Regions from separate parts of the Oryctolagus cuniculus genome. Here region 1 is linked to region 2. A link is a contact called in public Micro-C data. All regions are on one chromosome and are shown on one strand. Each heading gives the region's core, a stretch centred on a gene start, on an enhancer-like site or on the middle of the called end of the contact. The rest is flanking DNA. Distances are from core to core; before and after follow the strand shown. Region 1 holds the start of LOC100353466 (zinc finger protein 182). Region 2 holds the start of ZNF81 (zinc finger protein 81).

What was found. Hi-C and Micro-C count contacts between places; a contact is called where the count stands out from the background.
Region 1: a contact with region 2 is called in a Micro-C map of ear pinna, with 11 times the contacts expected there. The contact joins the promoter of LOC100353466 here to the promoter of ZNF81 in region 2. A contact is called at or near these places in 3 of 6 Hi-C or Micro-C datasets (ear pinna, psoas muscle and an unstated tissue).

What each region holds. Positions count from the first base shown.
Region 1 is chrX:33,570,394-33,574,724 of mOryCun1.1, reverse strand. LOC100353466 (zinc finger protein 182) reads left to right here and starts at 3,022. Exons shown (of 6, transcript XM_070066994.1): 1 at 3,022-3,199; 2 at 3,416-3,588. LOC100342234 (sperm acrosome-associated protein 5) reads right to left here and starts at 2,828. Exons shown (of 5, transcript XM_008272567.4): 1 at 2,518-2,828; 2 at 1,202-1,288; 3 at 637-795. The coding sequence starts at 1,256.
Region 2 is chrX:33,429,717-33,434,115 of mOryCun1.1, reverse strand. It overlaps ZNF81 (zinc finger protein 81), which reads right to left and starts at 3,028. Exons shown (of 5, transcript XM_008272556.4): 1 at 2,894-3,028.

The DNA of each region.
Region 1 (4,331 bases), core at 1,773-4,272, 140 kb before region 2:
TCTATGGTGGCCAGTCCTGGACAACCTCATCCTTCATTCTGTCCATTCCTGGGGGACCTCTTCTGTCACACTGGCAGGACTTAGGTATCACCAACCTCCATTTGGGCTGACCCCAAATAACCCCAGTCTCCATTTTGGCCTGTCTTGGACAACCTCTTCTACAATTTTGGACATCCCTGAACAACTTCAACTGATACTCTGTTTTGTCTTCAACAACACCACACTATTGTTTGGAATGTTCTATCACTTCTGCAATGAGGTAGTTTGTTCCTGTTCCTACAGCCAGACATCTACTTCTTTCCTCATAGCTTGGACAAACTCCACCCCAAATTGGGACAATCTCTCCTTCTATTCCACATGGAGCTGAGTTTCCTGTTCCTTGGGTCCCAGAAACCTGCAGTTTCCATTCTGTGTGAGATCTGGGACCTTTGAGATCTCCTGTCCTTTACAGCCTCCCAGTGTAATCTGGGTAAGGGTGCAGGATGGTATCTCTAACAGCCCAGACAACTTTCCTGTTTTCCCCATAATATTTTTTTATCTCTTGTGGAAGGAAATGATGGCTTAGATAACCTTGTTCTCTGTATGTGGAGGAATGGGGACAAGCAAGTTTTCAGTGTGTCCCTAGTGCTGCCTTACCACGACATTCCATGTGGCAGAGGTTCTCGGTGGGTGTGATGCCGTTGTTACACCACCAGGCAGAATTCAGCTGGAAAATCCCATATTCACTGCTACCATCAGGATTGTGGTCCACGAAAGAGGTGTCATAACCACTCTCATAGTGTGCCATGCACAGCCCTGGGCAAGAAGAAGAGAGGTAGGAGGTAGGATTAGGGTCTAGGAATAGGAGATGCTAGGATGAGGGGAATGAGGATGGGAGGGAGCTGTGAGGGTGATGATCGTGGTTTGGTGGTAGTGTTTATGTTGGTGATTCTGGCGAGGTATTAGGGATGGGCATGGTGATGGTATTCATTATAGTATTAGCAGTGATGCTATAGATGATGGTGATGGTGTTGGTGGAGATGGAGGTAATGATTGTCAAGGCAAGAATGGTGCTAACTAGAGTGAGAACACTCACTATAGGGAGTTCCTGAGAGGGCCATGCCCTGGCCCAGAGAGGATAAATGACAAGGTAGGGGGGCTGGGGCTGGGGCTAGTCAGTGGCTTGGGGTGTGGGTAGGGCCTGGGGTAATGGGAATCTCACAGTCTCCAATGCTGTAGCCCCTGTAGCCATCGAGGCCTGCTTTCTGCAGCTTCATTCCCAGCTCACAGCGTTCATAGATCTTGGCATCTACAGTAGAAATCATCAGTGTGGCCAAGGTTAACACCACAAAGCTCCAGGCCTGCATTATGATACTCACAAGCCTCCTTAACTATCTCCTTGGCCAGACTCACCCTACAGTGTTCAGAGTTAGGGACGTTCTAGAACTCTGGGCTCTATGAGCCCTATTTTAAGTGATGGATTCTGGAACACAGAGGTCTGGACACCTTACAACTTTCCAGTGTCAGCACTGTTAAAGACCAACAGACATACACAAGGAAATAAAAAGATGTAGACATATACACATAGATGGAAGGAGACAGAAACAGGAAGAAACCCAGAAGTGTCAAAGAGATATGGGGACAGAGGGGCTAGGGACGCGTAAAGGACAGATAGTAATCATGCCCTACCACTCAGTTACATCTGTTCCCAATGACTCTGCCCCTCATTGCCTGCATTCCCCCTATATGCTGAGTGCTCAGTGCTGCCCACTACATTGTGCATACTACCACCTCTGTTTCCTCCTGCTCTACAAAATATGAGCACTGTGGCCTTACCCTCGCCTCCTCATTACTTCCATTTTTCATCTTCTTAGTTCATTTGTGCTGCTATAACAGAATACTTGAAACTGGGAAATTTATAAATAATGCAAGCATCTAATTTTAGTAAGAATCACAATCAACACTTACATAACACCTGCTATGTGCCAGCCATTGTTCTAAATCCTTTACAATGATCTACTCCCTTGTTATGGCTGTTTTAATGACATGTGGACTCTATCATCCTTATCTTATAGGTGAGGAAACTTTGCACAGAGAAGATTAGTTGTGCCCTAAATTGCACAGCTGGTAGGTTAGGGGTTTGAACTCAGGATGTCTCCATCATGTTTGTTTGGGTCTGCTTTCTTCTTTGCTATATTCCTAAGTATCTAAGATACTACCTGGCACACAGGAGGTGCTTAATCAAATCCCTGTAGAGGTCATATTTTAATGGGGACAAGACAGACAATAAACAAATGAGTTAAATATGCATGTATTTTAACATTAATATATAATTCTAGTTTGCTTCACATTAGTTCTTTAAAAATATCCCTCTCCTGGCTTCCCATATGGCCAGAATGAAATATGAGCTCTCTTTCTGGCAGAGGTGACCCTACATCACCTGGCTCCCGCCCACACTTCTACAACCCAATACATTGATATTGTCTTATCTTTGCCCATCTAGAGAAAGCAACATGGCAGTCACTACTTAACACCCACCTCCTTGCCGCCGGTGTGTGTTCCACTTCGTCGTTTATTTATTCTTTAGCTTCTTGTTTGCAAACCGACTTAACGTCCTTCAAAAGTTAGAAGGTAAATTCCCAGCCCTAGCCACTGGATGGAGCCCTGGCCCTTCCCTACCTCCTAGTCTTTGCACACACAGCAATTCTGCCATGCATCCCGTCTTCTCATTCAACTACACTTGCAACCCCATTGCTGCTTTCCAAGTTCAAGACTCGAAATTGCCGCTTGCTACACTCTTTTCCTTCATTGGGCATTTTTCTCTCCCCGCTCCACTATTCCAAGAGAAATGGAAGTCGGAAGTCTTAGAAACGCTGGTTTCTGGAGAGCAAAGTGAATACCTGCTTAGCACAGTCGCCCTCTAGCGGCAGAAACAGAAGTTACCATCATTTCGGCTCCCAACAGTGACGTCACTGGCGCGGATATCTTTGCTCTGCGCTTGCGCCACGGCCCGCTCACCTTTGCGGCCCCATGTTGACTATTGGCGGACGCGGCCTCAAAGGCACTACTGAGCGTGCGCAGAACCGGCGGCCGCTGCATTTTTATCGGCGGTGCTGGAATAGGTTTAGAAGCGGAAGTGCTTGTCTGGGCCAGTTCTTGTAACGGTCTTCTCAGCAGCGAGCAGAAAAATCTGTTCTCGAGAAAGAGTGAGGTTGAAAGGGCAAGTCTTGGGGGCTGTGGGCTGAGTGATGGGGAGTTTTGTGGGTTGGGTGAACGGGAGTGTGTGAGGGTCATTGATGTGGGGGTTTGAGGGTTGAGCAATTAGGGGCCCGAGAGGTTAGTGCATGAGAGTCTGGGGACCTTTGCTGGACAAAGTTATGGCGCAAATCAGGAATGGGTAGGACTCATGGAGCTTTGACTTTCACACATTTTCCAGCCCCGTGACCTGCACAAAGGGTCCACGCGCATCCCCGAGGCCCCTCTTTAGATGAGCCCCGCCTCTCCCTCTGCCCCTCTGTCCCTCTTCCCCGGGCTGAAGCCTGATTAGGGGCGTCCTGTGAATGTTCCAGCTGAAGTCAATCCGCTCCTGGGCCAGACGGCCCCAGTGAGGTGAGGAGAAGGAAGAAGAGGCACCTGACCACGGGCCTCGCCCAGAGTTTGGGGCCGGGAGGGGTGGGCGGTGCCTGTTGGTAGACGGCAGGGGGATAGCCTCATTCATTGAGACGACAGTTTTAATGTTCCCTATTTTGGCGTCTAATAAGTAACACTGGAGTTATAGATTAATCAGAAAATGGAAGGGAACTGATTAAAATGTCCATTCTTAGACTCTTTTAAAAAAATGTGTATAGGGGTACGCCTTTTAAAACATTTAGCATATCGTTTTAAAATGGATTCTTGAGGTTTTATGACCTTTGTTTAGAAGTTTAATTCAGCTTAATATTTTTCTATAATATTTTTAAACTTTTCGTTGAAATACATGGACAACAAAAGTACATGGATAAGTGCGTGGTTTCATGTAACATCTTTAAGAGCTGTATAACATTTTATCGCTTAGTTTCTTTATTAATCCCTCATTGTGGATCATACGGGATCGTTTAAGTTTTTGCATTATTGAAATCAGTGCTGAAATGAAGGTGTTTACAGAGAAATTATACGTCGTGATAAGTTATTAAAGGAAGTCACTAGAAGCACAATTTCTGGGTTAGCACTATATACACAGCATGTATATCCTTGTGTTTTCAATGTGCACACGAGGAAAAACAGTAATGAATTCACGGGTGGTTGTTAACACCATGTGGTTGCCCAAACTTTCACAGAGCAGCCTCGTGACCAGCTGGTGCGAGGGGGATTCT
Region 2 (4,399 bases), core at 1,779-4,278:
CAAACACATTGCAAAAAAAGAAAACTATACATCACTATCTCTCTTGAACTTAGATGCAAAACTTTTCAAAAAAAGTATTGGCTAATCAGTTCCTTCAATATATCCAAAGAATTATATGTCATATCTAAGTGGGGTTTCTTTTAGGAATATAGTAAGACTGGTTCAACATTCAAAACTTAATGCATAGTAACAGGCTAAATGAGAAAAATCCAGAGATCATATAAATTCATACAGTATTGACAAAATTCAACATCCATAATGCTAAAACTCACAGAAAATTAGGAACAGAGGGGAACCTCTCAACCAGATCAGGAACATCTGGGGAGAGAGGGAGAGAGAGCGAGAGCGAGAGCCCACCTCCAACCAACACTGTCATGGTAAGAGGCTGAATACTTTACCCCTAAAATTGGGAACAATGCAAGGACATCCACTCTCACCACTCTCATTCAACATAGTACATATACACAGAGCATCTCATATCTGAAAATCCAAAACCCAAAATTTTCTGAGGCCACAAATAGAAAATCCCACACTTGACTTCATGTGACAGGCCATAGTCAAAATGCAGGTGCACAGGCCGGCGCCGCGGCTCACTAGGCTAATCCTCCGCCTTGCGGCGCCGGCACACCGGGTTCTAGTCCCGGTCGGGGCGCCGGATTCTGTCCCGGTTGCCCCTCTTCCAGGCCAGCCCTCTGCTGTGGCCAGGGGGTGCAGTGGAGGATGGCCCAGGTGCTTGGGCCCTGCACCCCATGGGAGACCAGGAGAAGCACCTGGCTCCTGGCTCCTGCCATCGGATCAGCGCGGTGCGCCGGCCGCAGCGCGCCGGCTGCGGCGGCCATTGGAGGGTGAACCAGCGGCAAAGGAAGACCTTTCTCTCTGTCTCTCTCTCTCACTGTCCACTCTGCCTGTCAAAAAAAAAAAAAAATGCAGGTGCACTAAAAATATTGTGTAAAATTATCTTTAGTCTAACTGTATATGTTGGATATGAAATATAAATGAATTTTATGTTTAGACTTGGGTCCTTCCTCCAACATATCTTATTTTATATATATATATATATGTACATGTACATATATATATATATGTATTCCCAAATCAGAAAAATTCCAAAATCTGGAACACTTCCATTCCCAAGCATTTTGGATACGGGATACTTGATCTGTACTGGAAGTTCTAGCCAGCATAACGAAACAATAAAAAAGTGCACAGAGATTGGAGAGGAAGAAATAAAACTGCCCATTTATTTGTATATGACATGCTTGTTCATGAAAACAGAAACAAAACATCTACCAAAAAAAAAAGATGTTTAAAACAAATAATTGAATTGAGCAAAATTGTAGATAAGAGATCAACACAAAATATTCATCTGTAGGAGCTGGCACTGTAGCATAGAAGGTTAAGCTTCTGCCTGCAGTGTCAGCATCCCATATGGGTGCCGGTTCGAGTTCCAAGTGTTCCATTTCTGATCCAGCTCCCTGTTAATGTGCTTGAGAAAGCAGCAGCGGAGGGTGGCCCAAGTGCTTGGGCTCCTGCACTCGCATGGGAGATGCGGAAGAAGCTCCTGGCTCCTGGCTCCTGGCTCCTGGCTCCTGGCTTTGGTCTAGCTCAGCCCTGGCTGTTGTGGCCATTTGGAGAGTGAACCAGCAGATGGAAGATTGATCTCTCTCTCTGTATTTCTGCCTTTCAAATAAATAAATAAAATCTTTTTAAAAAATACTCAACTATATTCCTGTACAAAAGCAGCAAACATGTGGAAACCAAAATTTAAAAGACAAGGTCATTTACAACCATTCCAAAAAAAATTAAGTACTTAGGTAGGAACTTAACAAAACATGTGGAGAACTTGTATGCTGAAAATTACAAGCTATGAAAGAAATCAAAGATCTTAATAGACATGCATACTGTGTACATAGATTAAAAGACTTGACATAGTTAAGGTGTAAATTCTTCCCAAGATGTTAATACCAGTAGAGGTTTAACACAATTCTTATCAAAATCCAAGCAAGATGTTTTGCAGATAAAAACAAAATTACTCTGAACTGTATATGGAAAAGCAAAGGAAGTGGAAGTGCTAAAACCATTTTGAAATAGAATAAAGTGGGAGGAATCACTTTACCCGATTTTAAGACTTGTACAATTATTGTAATCTAGGTAGTGTGGCACTCCAGGCAGAGGGATAGCACATGGATCAATGGAACAGAATAGACAACTCTGAACCCCCTCACAACTACAGCCAATTTATTTTTTGACTAAGGTGAAAAATATATCAATGGAAGAATAGGCTTTTCAAAAAGCTGCTGGAGCAACTGGGCATCCATATGTGAATAAACACACTTTGATCTAATGTCGCACTTTATACAAAAATTAACTCACAACAGATCACTGACAGTAGTTAAGAGAAATGAACAAATCACCATCACAGTGGAGAATGTCTGTTTTCTCTCTCAGTAATAGAAGGAGAAGACAAAAAGAGGACCAAATTTTTGTATGACAACCAGATAATTAGGTATTATTTTCGAGTTATACACAGGGCATTTCAAAAAATTCACAACGGACTAGGCCATAAGTATCTTCATCTTTCAAGGAATGAGCTTCATTGTAGACATTTTCCTGACACAGAAAGCTACGGATAGAAATCCACTAAAAAGGTAAACTTTTGGAAACTGAAAACGCACTTCTAAATAACTGCTGGGTAAATGACAAATTTCTTTAAAAAAAGAAACCACCCTTAAAACGTAATGCATCAAACCCAGTGGGTCTTAGAGTGAACTTTAAGACCTTAACATTGAAATGAGAAAAAAAAAAAAAAGCCAGCAAAATAATGAGAGAATCATCCAACTCAAGTTAGACGAACGATTCCATCACTGACCACACAGAATCCCCCAGCACTCACCCTCCCAGGCCGCCCGTCATTGAGCCTTGAATCCTCTTGACAACTATTAAACCGAGGCTGAGAACCGCAGCCGCTTCCGGTCACCACCTCTAGCACCACCCCTTCTCGGGTTGGGGGCTTATCACCGGGCGGGGGAGATGAGGGAAGGGGGGGAGGTGGGGGGAGGACCCACGCATGCGCAATACCACTTACGAAGCCTCTGCTAGCCAAGAGTCAACATGGAGGTGTTACGGTATCTATGCTTTTGGTTCAGGGTGCTCATTGTCCCTCGGCAGCATTGTCAGGCGGGGAACATGGCTGCGCCCAGTTCCCGATTCCCTATGGGATACGCCATGTTGGAGGAGTGTCCATTCCGTACCGGGGATGAGGACTCCTCTAAACTCTGGGAGTAGAGGGGTGGAGCTGTCCCGCTGGCGGTAGAGAGTGGGGAGGGGCGGGGGCATTTCTCCGGACCGGCTTGCTGGAGGATGGGGATCTGTTTTGTGTAATTTGGTTCAGAGAAGCTCCATAGCCTTTTGGAAAGACGCAGGGGCGCCTGCGGCTATTTCCTGGCAGATACCATGGGGTGAGAAGGGGGGAGTCAGGCTGTTTCCTGGAGCATACTATGAAAGAAGAAGGGGGGGGGGAATCAGGGCTGTGTGAGCCCTTGTGAGATACACTGCGGGGGAGGGGCCGCCGCTGTGGCGTAGTAGGTAAAGCCATAGCCTAAAGTGCCGGCATCCTTTACAGCCAGTTCGAGTCCCGGCTGCTCCACTTCCGATCTGGCTCTCTGCGAAAGTCTTTCTGAAGCTTCCAGTGGGAAAAGGACCTAGGTACTGCGAAAACTTCCTGGAAAGTGGAATTTAAAAGTAAATTTACTGAGGTGCAAAATAGACTCACTAAACACAGGAAAAGGTAGTTTTCTTACAGGATTTTGAGGAATGGGGGAATTTCAGAGAATTCAATGATGTAGTGTTTTGGTGAGCTCAAAACAAAGCAGGGATTTGCCAGAGGGTCAATCTCGGGTCTGCACCAGAAGCGAACCCACAGTTGGCCAAGGGATCATGTCGAACACTGTGTCCAGATATCCTCTATCCGAAGCTCTGAACCGGGCTTGCTTTCCTGTATCTAAGTGACTTAGAATCTCCCGTAAGAGTCAAGTGTTTCATTCTTAGGTGTATAATGTTAAACAGCAAAGTGTCTGGTAGTCTATGATTAAAGAGAAAAAACTTTTTCGTTGACTAGTGTAACGCCATAAAGAACCCCTTCTCTGAGCAGTGCTCACTCAGTGTCCTGGTACTTTATGGCATTAGAACATAGCATATCCTTAGGAGAAGTAATGTTTCCTGTTAGCTTTGTGTCTGGCTTTATCGGTACCTGTTCTTCCAGCCTGTTGAATAACAGGGCAGATGGTGTGTAGTCTGATTTCTTTTTTACTTTGAGAAGGAGTGGACTCTCTGATTATCCCGGATTCTCTTTCTGCCCCTGCATCCCTAGTGTGGGTGTTTGTAGAATAAATAAAAGAAA